2 separate regions of the Hordeum vulgare genome follow, and region 2 is linked to region 1. The links are chromatin contacts, called in public Hi-C maps. All regions are on one chromosome and are shown on one strand. Each heading gives the region's core, a stretch centred on a gene start, on an enhancer-like site or on the middle of the called end of the contact. The rest is flanking DNA. Distances are from core to core; before and after follow the strand shown. Region 1 holds the start of LOC123449542 (disease resistance protein Pik-2-like). Region 2 holds the start of LOC123449624 (CDP-diacylglycerol--serine O-phosphatidyltransferase 2).

Region 1 (5,976 bases), core at 198-2,697:
CAGAAATCAACAGCCACTTCTTGTTCAACCGCAATAAATAATGCAGTCACCGGAATACCACACGAAGAAAAGAGATCAAGACTAGTTCGTCCAGATGAGCAGGGGATGACCAAGTAAGGCTGAGCAGTGTGGTTAGGAGCTACCGTAGGTTAGCAGTGTCTATTTTAGCTTTGGTGAACATGCCATTGAACTGGAGAATACAAAGTAGCTCAAAAGATTTACCTGCTGCGATGCCAGGTAAACAAGAGCTGTAGTGGTTCGGTCGATCTGCAGGCAAGTAATATTTCCGCAACCAAATGCAAGCTGGCTCGATCTCAAGTCTGGAACAACAACAATAGATCAAGAACTCACTCAGACCAGAAAAGCACAAACTTCCAATTGAAAAGCTCAACCCAAGGGAAAGAAGAGAGGAAAAAAAAAAGAACAAACCTTGACAGAAATCAATAACCACTTGTTGTTCAGCCGCACTGAAGAATGGAGTCGCCAGAGATACCACACCAAGAAAGGAGATCAGAGATTAGCTGGTCCAGATGTAGATGGGACTGCCAAGTAAGGCTGAGGAGCTCGGCTAGGAGGTCAACGGGTGAGGCAAGTTGTGTCTATTTTATGGTTGATGAATCGGTTACATTTTTAACAGAGGTTGTGTCTATTGGTAGCATTACACTAGCATATAATATGGCGTTGCATGGAAGGATTGGTCATTTGTTTTCTTGGAGCATCTCCAGCAGGGCCCCTACACCAGCAGGTTGTTGGCCTCTAAATTATTTCTTAGGTGCTCCCTCCTTTTTTTATGGATGGCTGTTTACTTAAGATAACACTATCTAGGATTGACCTGCAGGTGTTGAACAAATCAGCAGAAGATCAACTCATCACTCAGTTCAGCACTGATGATTGTTTCCTACAGGAGTGAGATGTTAAGCTGATAATGGAGACAGCGATAGTTGAACAACCTGTAGGGATACAGGCAGACGTGTCCGCATAGTCCGTGTAAGGATAATTACAGTGATAATTACAGCAGCAGCAGCAGCAGATTAGTACGTCTTCATCCTTTTGTTGTTTCACGTCGAGTAGCTAGCATCCTGAACAATCTGGGAAGCAGCTCTTGTTCTGTTCAACCCAGGTTTTCTGCCTCTCAGACTGTTTCTAACCCTGCATATTAGTGCCAGGCTGCTTTGAACCCTATCCCGGGCTAGCTACTCCACATGAAACAACAGAAGGAACAACAAAAGCATCCTTAACATTGTTGAGGGGAATCTATTTCTTCCGTTTTGCTCCAACAAATGTGTATGTATACATAAAGAGAAGAATTTGCTGGAGAACTGCGTAATACAGTGTATAAATCTGTAGTTAGTTGACTGGTCACCACATTACACCAAACTTGAATATTTCGCCAGAATACAAGCAGATCATAGAGCTAAGGAAGGGGCAGTGCACCACAGAACATCTAATAAGGAACCGTACGCATGCCAGCCAGAGTGTAACTTCAGTTTCCAAAATTAACAAAAGGCAACTCAATTGCGGTCAGAAGTCATTTCAGCGCATGTTTCTTATCTGATCTTTTAAAATACTTTATTCCACATTTCGTTTTAGAGATAGAAAATTCATCGACAAAATAAGAGTGGAAGGCAACTAAGAGAATACAGCATCATGAAAAACTTTGAACCTGAAAAGGTTCAACGACACTGACAATCCCACAATGCTCGCAGCAATCAACCATGGAAGTCATATGGTTCATACATTCAAGAGTACCTGCAGATAAGAACAGCAGATTTAAATTTGCATACATATTGCACAACTGCTTCCTTGATTCCACAGAATAAAGGAATCAGAAATTTGTGATGTGTGCAGATAAAATAACTAATACACACCAACTCACAAGAGTTCAGTTCCATTCAAGGTAGAGCGACGTATGTTATTATTCGTACGGAGCACGGCAGAGAGTAGACCACATTTGCATCTACGTCTAAAATCAATAACTCGACTTGCTGTGACAAATGGGCAATTGTAAATCCAGAAATGTGCAGTTGCGATTAAACAGCAAGGGTTACTAGGATCACAGCGGAACAACACAATCAAATGGCACACATTGCATCATAATGAAATGTGATGGGTGTGTGCTAAAACAACTAGCGTGTAGGTGACATGGTCATCAGTTTCTCGACAATTTTAGTCATCCATCTGCTGGCTCAAACTAATCTGAGTTTACAATTCCGCGAGAGAGATCTCATCTCACCTCGAAATGCAGGCGCCGATCAGTCCATGACGACCTTGGCACCAAGGGCCTTCATCCGCTCGACGATCTTCTCGGCTTCCTCCTTGGACAACCCTCCCTTGATCACCGCGGGGGCCTTCTCCACCAGCTCCTTGGCCTCCTTGAGCCCGAGGTCCGTGAACGTCCGGATCTCCTTGATCACCTTGATCTTGCTGGCCGCGTCGAACGAGTCCAGCCGCAGCTCGAAGACCGTCTTCTCGGCCGCGGCCGCGGGCTTGTCGCCGGCAGCGCCAGCGGCCGCCGCGCCGCCGCCGCCGAGACCCGCGGCGGAGTTGAGGATGGCGATGGGCGGCGCGGAGGGGATGTCGAGGCGGCGGAGCAGGAGGGCGGAGAGCTCGGCGGCCTCGGCGAGGGTGAGGGCGGAGACGTCGTCGACGAGGCGCCAGACGCGGTCGGAGGGCGGCGGGCGGGACGGCGGCGCGGTCGGGTCGAAGGTGGAGGGGTCGTAGTCGGTGGGCAGCTTGCGCACGTCGATGAGCTCCTCGGCGGCCGCCGTGGAGAAGGCCGCGGGGAGGCGGCCGCGGTGGTGGCGGAGGAGGCGCTGGCCGGAGCGGAGGAGGGAGGAGGCCATGGTGGAGCTGGAGGTTAGGGTTCTGGGGCCAGTGGGAGCGATGCTCTCTGGGAATTGGGTTTTGGAAATGAAGCCATGGCCTGCTACTTTGGATCTGGACTTAGGCCCATAATAGTAAACCCGGCCCAGTGAGCCCATTATGTTTCTTCTGGTTACGCTTCTCTTCTAAAACCCTTCCCTCAATCCCTCAAAAGAAAAAAGGAAAAGCAGTAGTACATACCCCTAAAAACAAAATCCGGGTGGCACTTATCCAATTATAACCCTAACAAAAAACAGTAGTACAGAATCCTCTCAACAGAGTAAAAGAGATCATAATCAGCCCAAAAACACACAATAGTTTGGCAACAAAAACACAAGCCAGATTATACAAATTGTATATAGAAGCAAGTAAAACGAATTCTACAAAACAAATGATGACACATTTAGAAGTCAATCATGCCTGAATAGTGCTTTCACTTCGAGCCATTCGACAGCATTAAGCCATGAAGACGGGAAATAAATAGAGCAGTATAACTGTTTCCGATCATCACGGGAACTACGACATCCGTAAATGAATTCAAGTGTGTGGTGCTTACACCGTGATATCTGATACACCAGCCATCAAATAGGCATATACAAGGTTGCAGTTCACCAAACTAGACAGTAAAAGTAACTAACAACAAAAATGGATAATAAAGAGGAGACTCCTTTGTTCCATCATGTTAGGGGAAATCTTGCATATGCTTGGTTCATCTCACATTAGCTCCTCCCATCAGAAGGTGCGGCATGTTGATGTGCTCATCAGACTCTCCTTCCATCAGAACTCAGAAGATGTGGACGATATCGTACGCGAATCTGGCAAGTGTTAAGGATGAACTCAAGCAAGAATATATCACCAAAGAAGCAGTTAAAAGAGGACGGGGACAAATTAAGTACTCCAGTATCTGTTAAAAATAAAAGAATAGCACATTAATTTATCAAGGATACGTCCAGAACAGCACGAAGGACTGCAAATGAAAAAATCACAATGTTAGAACATCACGCAAAGCAAAAGCTCATTGTAATGAGCAAATATTAGAAGATAAACTTGAAAACGAGAACGCAAAGAATACATATGCAATTGAGTAGAATATAAACAGTTGTGTTTGGATCATTTTGCAACATCTATCAAAGGGCATGAGTGGCCATTAACTATAACAAAGATACTTTAATAATGAGCAAATATTAGAAGATAAACTTGAAAACGAGAACGCAAAAAATACATATGCAATTGAGTAGAATATAAACAGTTGTGTTTGGATCATTTTGCAACATCTATCAAAGGGCATGAGTGGCCATTAACTATAACAAAGATACTTTAATAGATAATAATCCTCCCAAGTTTCACTATTATTCATGGTTGTGGCCCTACTGGATTATCTAAAGCTACAGCTAGTCTTTGAACACAGTGGCAAATTAGAGTTGTATATACTTGCATAACTCCTAGTCCTAACTTTAGGTTTTTTGACAGCTGTACTAAATAAGAACTCATCTGGATCCAACTCAATATTCAATAGCTTCCAAGATGAATTTAGACTAAAAACCAAGACAGGTAGTGTATGTACATGACATATTTCAACAGTATATAAAATAGCATGCAAGGGTGAAAATGTTTATGCGGTTGGGGTGTAAACCACAGAATACATCATGATGGCAACAATACTTACCATAAGGCCGGCCAAAACTCCTTCAACTAAAATCCTGCTCCAACTATCGAAGTATGTGTGGACTGAGAACTTTGACTTTGCCAAGAGCCCAAGAGATGCTACCATCATTATCAGAAAGTAGAAGACGAAACCCGTCAGACCCGTGAACCCCCAGATGCCAGCAACAACTCCACTGATGATCGACAAGAATGTCCGACTGTAACACAAACAAATCATCATGTTCAGGACCTGACCATGTTTGGTTAAATAGCAGATAAGTGACACATATAGGGTAATTCCTTATAGTCGAAAACAAGTGTTATCAACAAAATGGAAACAAGAAATTGGATAGTGCATCGCCGCACAGGAAGCCATCAGTTGCTGAAGCCTGTTACCGAAGTAGTACTGCATATGTCCACCACCAACCAAACACGTTAAAATAGTTACTAAACTGTAATTACACTGTCTAAACAGCTTTCACTCGAAAACAAGAACATCACTTCTATACCCCTTCCACTCGAAAACTAGATACACCTAGGATCTAACATATCTAAGAAGCATGTCCCCCAGATCGAATCACTTCAGCAGTTTAGCTTCGCTGTTCACCAACTGTGTTCCCCCCAGTCCAGACTCCCAGGTACGATGCATCTCAACCTTAGAGGAAAATCTAAGCAAATCATTTTTAATCAGTCCACCAGCAGCTACCAAAAGTTCCAATTCACAGCGTAACGTTGTTCTCCCACAGCGCACCATGGTTCCAGGAGAAACACACTAATTCCAAAGTCGTCGTCCCATTGCTCAATCTAAATCGAAAAATTAAAACCCAGTACCCTCGTCCCTTCTCTCGAATACTTGTAGAGAAACATCCAGCGACCAACGATTACGCTAATGATCCACGAGATACGCTGGGATCACGCATGAACAGGCTAAAAAATAATCCAAAACTGAGCACACCTCCAGAGCCCAGATTAGATCGAGTCAACCGTCGAACCCACCGGGAAGAGAAGGGGGGTGCGCGGAAGGGAGGGAGGGGGAGAGAGGCGCGTACCTGTAGAGGATGGACCTGACGTTGCTGGTGAGGTTCTCCGCCTGGATGACGGGGACATCGTCGGAGGAGGTGCCGCCGGCCGCCGCCATCGCCGCAAAATCTCTCTTTTTCCGGGCGAGATTTGGGGGCGGAGAGTCTGGGACGGCAGCGATCTGGACGGCTCGACTGTACGGGGGCGGGGTTGGGTCACTTGGCGGTGGACCTCGTCTAGTTTTTTTTCCTGACGGAGGTAATTTTGGCCTGCTCGTCCTCGGCCTTTTCTCTTTTTTAGGAATCCTACGTATATCTTATCTTACCTTATCTTATGGGGCCTGCTACGCATCCACCGGCGGATGTTTAATAAACATTCACCACTTGGAGGGCCGTCTGATCTACGCGTAGCCGTCCGATCCGCTCGGGCCAGTCACCCCATAATTCCTGA
Region 2 (6,465 bases), core at 120-2,619, 130 kb after region 1:
TCGGAGGCGCGTGCCGCCCGTCGTGAGAGGCAGCGAGCAATGGAGAGGGAAGTGCGGAGCATTCCGCGCGACGTCGCCGCAAGATGCCGAAGGAGCCCGATGAGGACGAATGCCTCCTGGCCTGAGTGTACCACCGGTCCCTCACGACGATGGAGACGGACGCTCGACACCTCTAGCGGAAGAACGTTAAGGCGCTCGGGCTTGCTATCGAGCAGTCGGAGCGCGATACGAATGAGACATCGACGGAGGTGGCTAGGATCGCCAAGGTAAAGCGGTAGCAGGACAGGGCGGTCTCTCGGATGAAGGGGCTCATTGTCCTCTCCGACGATGACGACGACAACTGCGCCTCCTTTGACGACGATCAAGACCCCCCCCCCCAGCCGTGAATGGCTAAAGTTGCGCTCGCGACCGGAAAGGCAAGGACCCCGCGAGGAAGTGGTGATCTCGCCACTCCTTCCTTCGCATTGTTTATATAGTTTTTAGTTGTAGAAATCTCTGAACTATGTCCGACAAACTTAAGATGAACTTTCGATTTTGTTGTCTGATGCTTGTTCACGTAGAGTAGTTCCACGTTGCATGTGTAGTATAAATATAGGATTTCGATATGAGATACGCGGATGCAGAGTACCAAATATGTGGCGTGCCCGGTCAATGCCCGCGGACGCGCCGAGGGGTCGGATTTGCTGGTTGTGGCTGTAGATGTTCTTTGTCTTTCAAGGATGCTCATATGTCGAGTGGTTCTATGCTCTACGCGCGTGTCACATCGGTGATGGTGATGTGGTTTCGTGCTCCCAGTCTCGATCATGTTGGGCCTCGGTTGACATGCGTGGACAGGGCTCTCCGCTGAGGTGATGTGCTCCGCCGTAGGTACTGGCCATTGTGGTGATCACTCCGACCTGCGGCGACGCCCTCGTTGGAGATTGAAGGGGCCATCGAAGATCTTCGTGACAGCGCGGGCGTATAGAAACGATACGAGGGGCTCGATTGGGTCACTTTTTTCTTCTCTCTCATGTCCGATTAGTAATCGGACGCGATCGCAGACGTATGAGGATCATTTGAGAGGTCCGGCCGTAGATGATCGGACATTGATTCTTGACTTTGGTGATTGGATCCGGTGGTGGCTAAGCTCAAGCGGCGCTTTCCTTTTCTAAACGCGTTACTGTTGAAGAACCTTGTTAAAGGCAGTGTCTTTTTTTCTTCTATTTCAATGTATTTCACTTTATCCGTGGATGTTTCTTCTCAGATATAACGAGATATCGTGGTGTTTTCTTGTGAAGGAAATACAAGTGGAATCGAACAAAAACTGGTTGGTGAACCGGACCCGGAGCAATGGTCCTACTACCTACTATACGTGCCAGCCCAGCCCGGGGAGGCGGGGGACCTCGCTCGAATCCGTGCCAGAGAGAGAGAGAGAGAGAGCGTCGTAGGCCGGGCCAGGCGGCAAACGGAACGGCGGTGGTTCCGTGATTTCCGTGGCGCCGCCGCGTCGTACGTGGAGACGCCAAACCCAATCCACCATCGCCGCCCACGGCTCCCCCGTCCCGTCCCGTCTCCTCCCGATTCCCTCCTCCTTTAAAGAGGAAGAACCCAGCCGCCGCCACCACTCCCTCCTCCTTCCACCCCCACCTGCTCCGATCGCCCGCCGCCTCCGTCTCCGCCAAATTCCATATCCTTCATCGGCTCTCGCTACGGATAGGGTCCTCAGCCGGCACGCCAGCGGGCAGCATATCCAGCCATACGTGTCGGGAAGCTGGCGCCTGGCGGCAGCCGCCACCTCCCGAGCCTCCGTCCGGCCGGCGGCGGTCTCCGTCGTCGCCGCCGCTCATAGTCAGCGGCGTCCGTTCCCCTGTTTCGGGCAGGGATGGAGGCGGCGGCGGCGAGGCAGAGGGCGCGGCCGCGCACGCCGCCGGCAGAGGAGTACGACCCGTGGACGGCCTGGCTCTACAAGCCGCGCACCATCTCGGTGCTCCTCGTCGGCGCATGCCTCCTCATGTAAGCAACCGAAGCAACCATCCCATCCCCGGCCGATTGATTGATTCCTCTCGTGCTCCTCGCAATTTTTTATTCTCCTTCTTCTTCTTCCGCCGCTGGCCTGCGTGACCGGCCGTGAAAAGTCAAAACCAGATGTGAAAAAGCGTGTGCGTTTGCGTTGGGGGGTAGTAGTATGCAAGTACAAGAGCCTGCAGGGATATCAGGTGCTGCAACAGTGTCAGAAATTGTACACCCTTCGTGGTTGTTTTTATTTTTACAGAGAGTATCTTTTTCCCTGGGTCCAAATTTAATGGCTTTTGTTGCCAAAGGGTTCAGCTTTTGTACTATGATTGGAGCATCATGAACCAACCTACTAGGAGGGTGGGGGTGGTGATGAGAATCGACATCTTTTTCGAATATCTCTTGCCAATTCTCTTTGTCTGGAAATATTCTTGCGCTCCTCGGCTGCACTGCATTTCACGTCGTTCTAGAAGAACACCCTTGCTGTCGCTTGATGGGTTAATGAGACCTCCATCAAGCTTAGAGCTAAGTAAACCCCAGAGACTATCCATGGTTGAGTGAACTCAGTGCCAAGTTATCCCAAAAGAAAATATGTGTCGGAAGAACTCACACGGGGCAAGCAACGGATTCAGTAACTTGTAGTACCACTGAAGAAATGTGGACTGTTCTTCTTCTCCTCTTTACTTTCTCTGGCTGCCATCTGACCTCAAACTTCAATACTGTTTCCCGTTTCAGCTGGGCGAGTGGAGCTCTGGATCCGGAGGGCGCTGCCTCTCACAGCAGCTCCACATCTATCAAGAGGTACTGTATGTAGCAGTATGGCTCAAGCCAGCCTGAATTTCCCTGTTCGCTGTCATGTTTATCACGGCTAGGAAAAAAATGGGTTCTGATGCCGCCTTTTCGGCAAAAATGATTGGGGAGAGCGAGTGACGCTGACATGATTTTTGCCTGCTGGCGCTTTCTAGGGGTGTCTGGGCTATGATTGCGGTGTTCCTCGCCTACTGCACACTCCAGGCACCATCAACGTGAGTTCATTTTTTGACAGTTTTTATTTTTTTTGTATAAACTGAACATTAGTGCTTAATCATGCAAATTCAGTCGGTATTGTTCATGATTTAATATCCTTGTAAATTTTCTTGGTGTGCTGGTCTCATTGGATGATTTGGTAGACAATAATTCAGCCATCTGGCAAAAATTATGACAGGATACTTATTCGGCCCCATCCTGCCTTCTGGCGCCTGGTGCACGGGCTGGCGGTTGTTTACCTTGTTGCTCTCACGTTTCTTCTTTTCCAGGTTAGCTATACGCACTATGTGCAGTTAATTTTTCCTCTTCGAGGACATGCTATAAATTGCTATGCGCACTGTTTGTTACTGTTCTGTTGGCATCTGAACACATGATTTGGATACTTCAAGAGTAAATGCCATAAACATGCATGTGTGGCACATCATGGATATACAGCGCATTGTCCTAATTTCTTGCTCGTTTTCCAGAATCGTGACGATGCTCGCCGGTTCATGAAACACCTTTCTCCTGATCTCGGAGTTGGTAATGTCTTTGTGTGAATTCGTTAGTTTCACATCATCACTGGTAAAAATGTGAAAAGATGGTGTTAACAAACCCCTGCTCTTTTTTTTTACCCAAATGCAGAATTACCGGAGAGATCCTATGGAGCCGATTGCCGTCTGTATGTTCCAGAAAACCCTAATAACAAGTTCATAAATATTTATGTATGATTTCCATGTGAACCTTCCTATTTCATGAAGATGGCCTCCTTTTTATTGTTGCTGTCATTAATCCCACCAAATTTGACGGCTTCCGTGATCAATATATAGGAGACATTGTTTGATGAATTTGTTGTCGCCCATGTCTTGGGCTGGTGGGGCAAGGCTGTAATGATACGAAATCAAGCTCTCCTTTGGGTCTTGTCGATTGGCTTCGAGCTAATGGAGGTTAGATCTGGTCTCCTTGTTTGGAAGAAGTTATGTTTTTGTCGTCTTATTGCCGTCTTTGACAATGAAATGTGCTTATTATCATGTTTTGCAGCTTACGTTCCGACATATGTTACCAAACTTTAATGAGTGCTGGTGGGATAGTATTATCTTGGACATCTTGATCTGCAATTGGTTTGGTGAGACATCTAAAGACTCTTAATGACTTCACACTCCTTTTTCATACCTTATATTTCCTTCCTGGTATGTATATGATCCAAAAATTTCCTGTAATAGATTTATGCATATTCAAATAGCTGAGTGCTTCTCGGGTTGCATGATTTGATACATATCCTTTGAATCTGACCTTATCAACTGTAACAATGATAACATTAAAAATATTGATGTGATGTATCCAGAATTTGGAAGGGATAACCTGTAGTGCCTGGTCGACATACCACTGATTGCTAAGTACATAGGATACTTCCTACTTGACAATAAAATTTAGTTTCTCTTGTTCTTTTGCTTCAGTGGTAGAAACTAGATTTTCTGTTGCAAGTACCTCTTGCGGAACAAGTCTTTGATTAATACACAAATCACTATTTCGAATATTCATTGCCCTTATGTTGACGGAATGGCTAGTTTAATAATCAAGTACTATGTGTATGGAAGTTAATCGTGTTCAGCTCATTGGAAATCCATGATATTTGACCTGGACGTTTTTTGAGCCTCAGCAAACGATTTCTATCTGTTGCTGCAACACCTCATCATTTTGTCTGAGCACCAACTTCTAGTTCTGTCACCGGTGCATCCTTTTACTGAAATTCTGGTATTTTGATTCAGGTATTTGGGCGGGAATGCACACGGTCCGATACTTCGATGGCAAAACATATGAATGGGTTGGACTGAGCCGACAGCCAAGCATCATGGGTAAGGTATGTTTACTGAAAATATATCAACAGACCAATGGTTGCATTTTCTCATGAGTCAGTTGCATCCACAGTCCCTCCTAATTAGCACATCAGTGTTCCTTTTCCACGGTCAGATTCCTGTACTCTTCAGATTCCCACGGTCTCCTTTGGCTTTCTAAAAGTTACAGCATGAATAATGTTTTGAGTTATCAGAGACTCTGACCAGATTGTAGTGCAAGACCAGTAGTAACTTCATGAAACATTGCTGTCAGCCAATTACTGAGGAAAAGTGAATTGCTTTGACTTCTTGTATGTGAGATACCAGGCAACATGATGCAAGGGCATCCCAGTGGGGCTGTGTCTTGTGCTGTTCAAACCTGTCTTTTGCCATTATTGATCCCTGATTTTTCTTCTCAATAATTTGTCTGCTGCTTGCCAATTCTCTATGCATTTATCTGTTACTGTACCCACATGTGAACAGTCACAGACTGTTACAGAGAACCTTACTTGATAATCATGTTTGTCCAGTTAAGTGATCAATACAATGATATGGCCTAACAAAACATTGTTTTGGAAGGAAGCTTGGTACAGTCTGAGAAAAGGAGATGTTATTTAAATATTGGGAACTATTAACGGAAATATTGGAACTATTAACGGAAATATTAACGGAAATATTGGAAAATAGTTTCAACATAAGCTGGCGTCAGTGTTCTTGGTGTGAATTTATATCGAATCTTGAAGCTCAGTTGTGCGGACTGGTTATTTTTTTCCTGAACTGCAGACTAGTTAGTTTTGATTCAGTGTGCTTACACCATCTACTTCCTCTCTTTTGATTTGCAGGTGAAGAGATCTTTGAGCCAGTTCACTCCTGCACAGTGGGACAAGGATCAATGGCAGCCATTCATGGGGCCTTTGCGGTTCATCCAAGTGCTGTTCCTCTGCGTCGTTTTCATGATGGTGGAGCTCAACACATTTTTCCTTAAGTTCTGCCTCTGGATCCCTCCGAGGAATCCCTTGGTTGTGTACAGATTGATCCTCTGGTGGCTGATTGCGATCCCGACCATCCGCGAGTACAACTCCTACCTGCAAGACAGGTACTTCTCAGTTGCTCTGCACAAACTTGTCAACAGATTAAGCACACATGAACAGTAGTCATCTCTTAATTTATTGATGGAATTTGGCCATGAACTGTTTTGATCACCTCAGCAAACCGGTGAAGAAGGTCGGGGCCTTCTGTTGGCTCTCTGTAGCCATATGCATAGTGGAGCTTCTTATCTGCATGAAGTTCGGGCATGGTAAGCTCACCTTTTTCACCTTAACACGTATAGCCCTGCGGTTTCATGTGCTACAAAATCTGCAGTGTGATTGTCTTAACGTATAGAAACTGAAATATGGCCAGGGCTTTTTCATGATCCAATGCCTACATGGCTGATAATCTTTTGGAGGTCGGCGGGGGTAGCGTTCATGATCTTCTTGCTCGCGTGGTCGTGGAGGAATCACCAGAAATTCCGCAGAAAGAATCTCTGATAGCTTGGTGTGAAGAATGATTTCTACTGGAATCATTTCAAAGTTGTTTTTTTTATACATAGGCTGTACATATATGATGTAACTAAAAAACCTCAGGGGAGCTC

What was found. Hi-C and Micro-C count contacts between places; a contact is called where the count stands out from the background.
Region 2: a contact with region 1 is called in a Hi-C map of leaf, with 2.5 times the contacts expected there. The contact joins the promoter of LOC123449624 here to the promoter of LOC123449542 in region 1. A contact is called at or near these places in 2 of 6 Hi-C or Micro-C datasets (leaf and seedling) and 1 of 1 datasets of contacts at active chromatin or transcription factors (embryo).

The regions. Positions count from the first base shown.
Region 1 is chr1H:494,866,743-494,872,718 of MorexV3_pseudomolecules_assembly, forward strand. LOC123449542 (disease resistance protein Pik-2-like) reads right to left here and starts at 1,448. Exons shown (of 8, transcript XM_045126831.1): 1 at 430-1,448; 2 at 223-320; 3 at 1-119. It overlaps LOC123449570 (50S ribosomal protein L7/L12-like), which reads right to left and starts at 2,867. Exons shown (of 2, transcript XM_045126845.1): 1 at 2,234-2,867; 2 at 1,548-1,749. The coding sequence starts at 2,843. The coding sequence ends at 2,253. LOC123449578 (ER membrane protein complex subunit 6) reads right to left here and starts at 5,734. Exons shown (of 4, transcript XM_045126856.1): 1 at 5,556-5,734; 2 at 4,529-4,724; 3 at 3,810-3,829; 4 at 3,265-3,677. The coding sequence starts at 5,644. The coding sequence ends at 3,647.
Region 2 is chr1H:494,996,409-495,002,873 of MorexV3_pseudomolecules_assembly, forward strand. It overlaps LOC123449624 (CDP-diacylglycerol--serine O-phosphatidyltransferase 2), which reads left to right and starts at 1,370. Exons shown (of 12, transcript XM_045126908.1): 1 at 1,370-1,992; 2 at 2,728-2,793; 3 at 2,958-3,017; 4 at 3,197-3,287; 5 at 3,486-3,540; 6 at 3,643-3,722; 7 at 3,828-3,944; 8 at 4,039-4,123; 9 at 4,767-4,858; 10 at 5,675-5,928; 11 at 6,041-6,129; 12 at 6,234-6,465. The coding sequence starts at 1,862. The coding sequence ends at 6,361.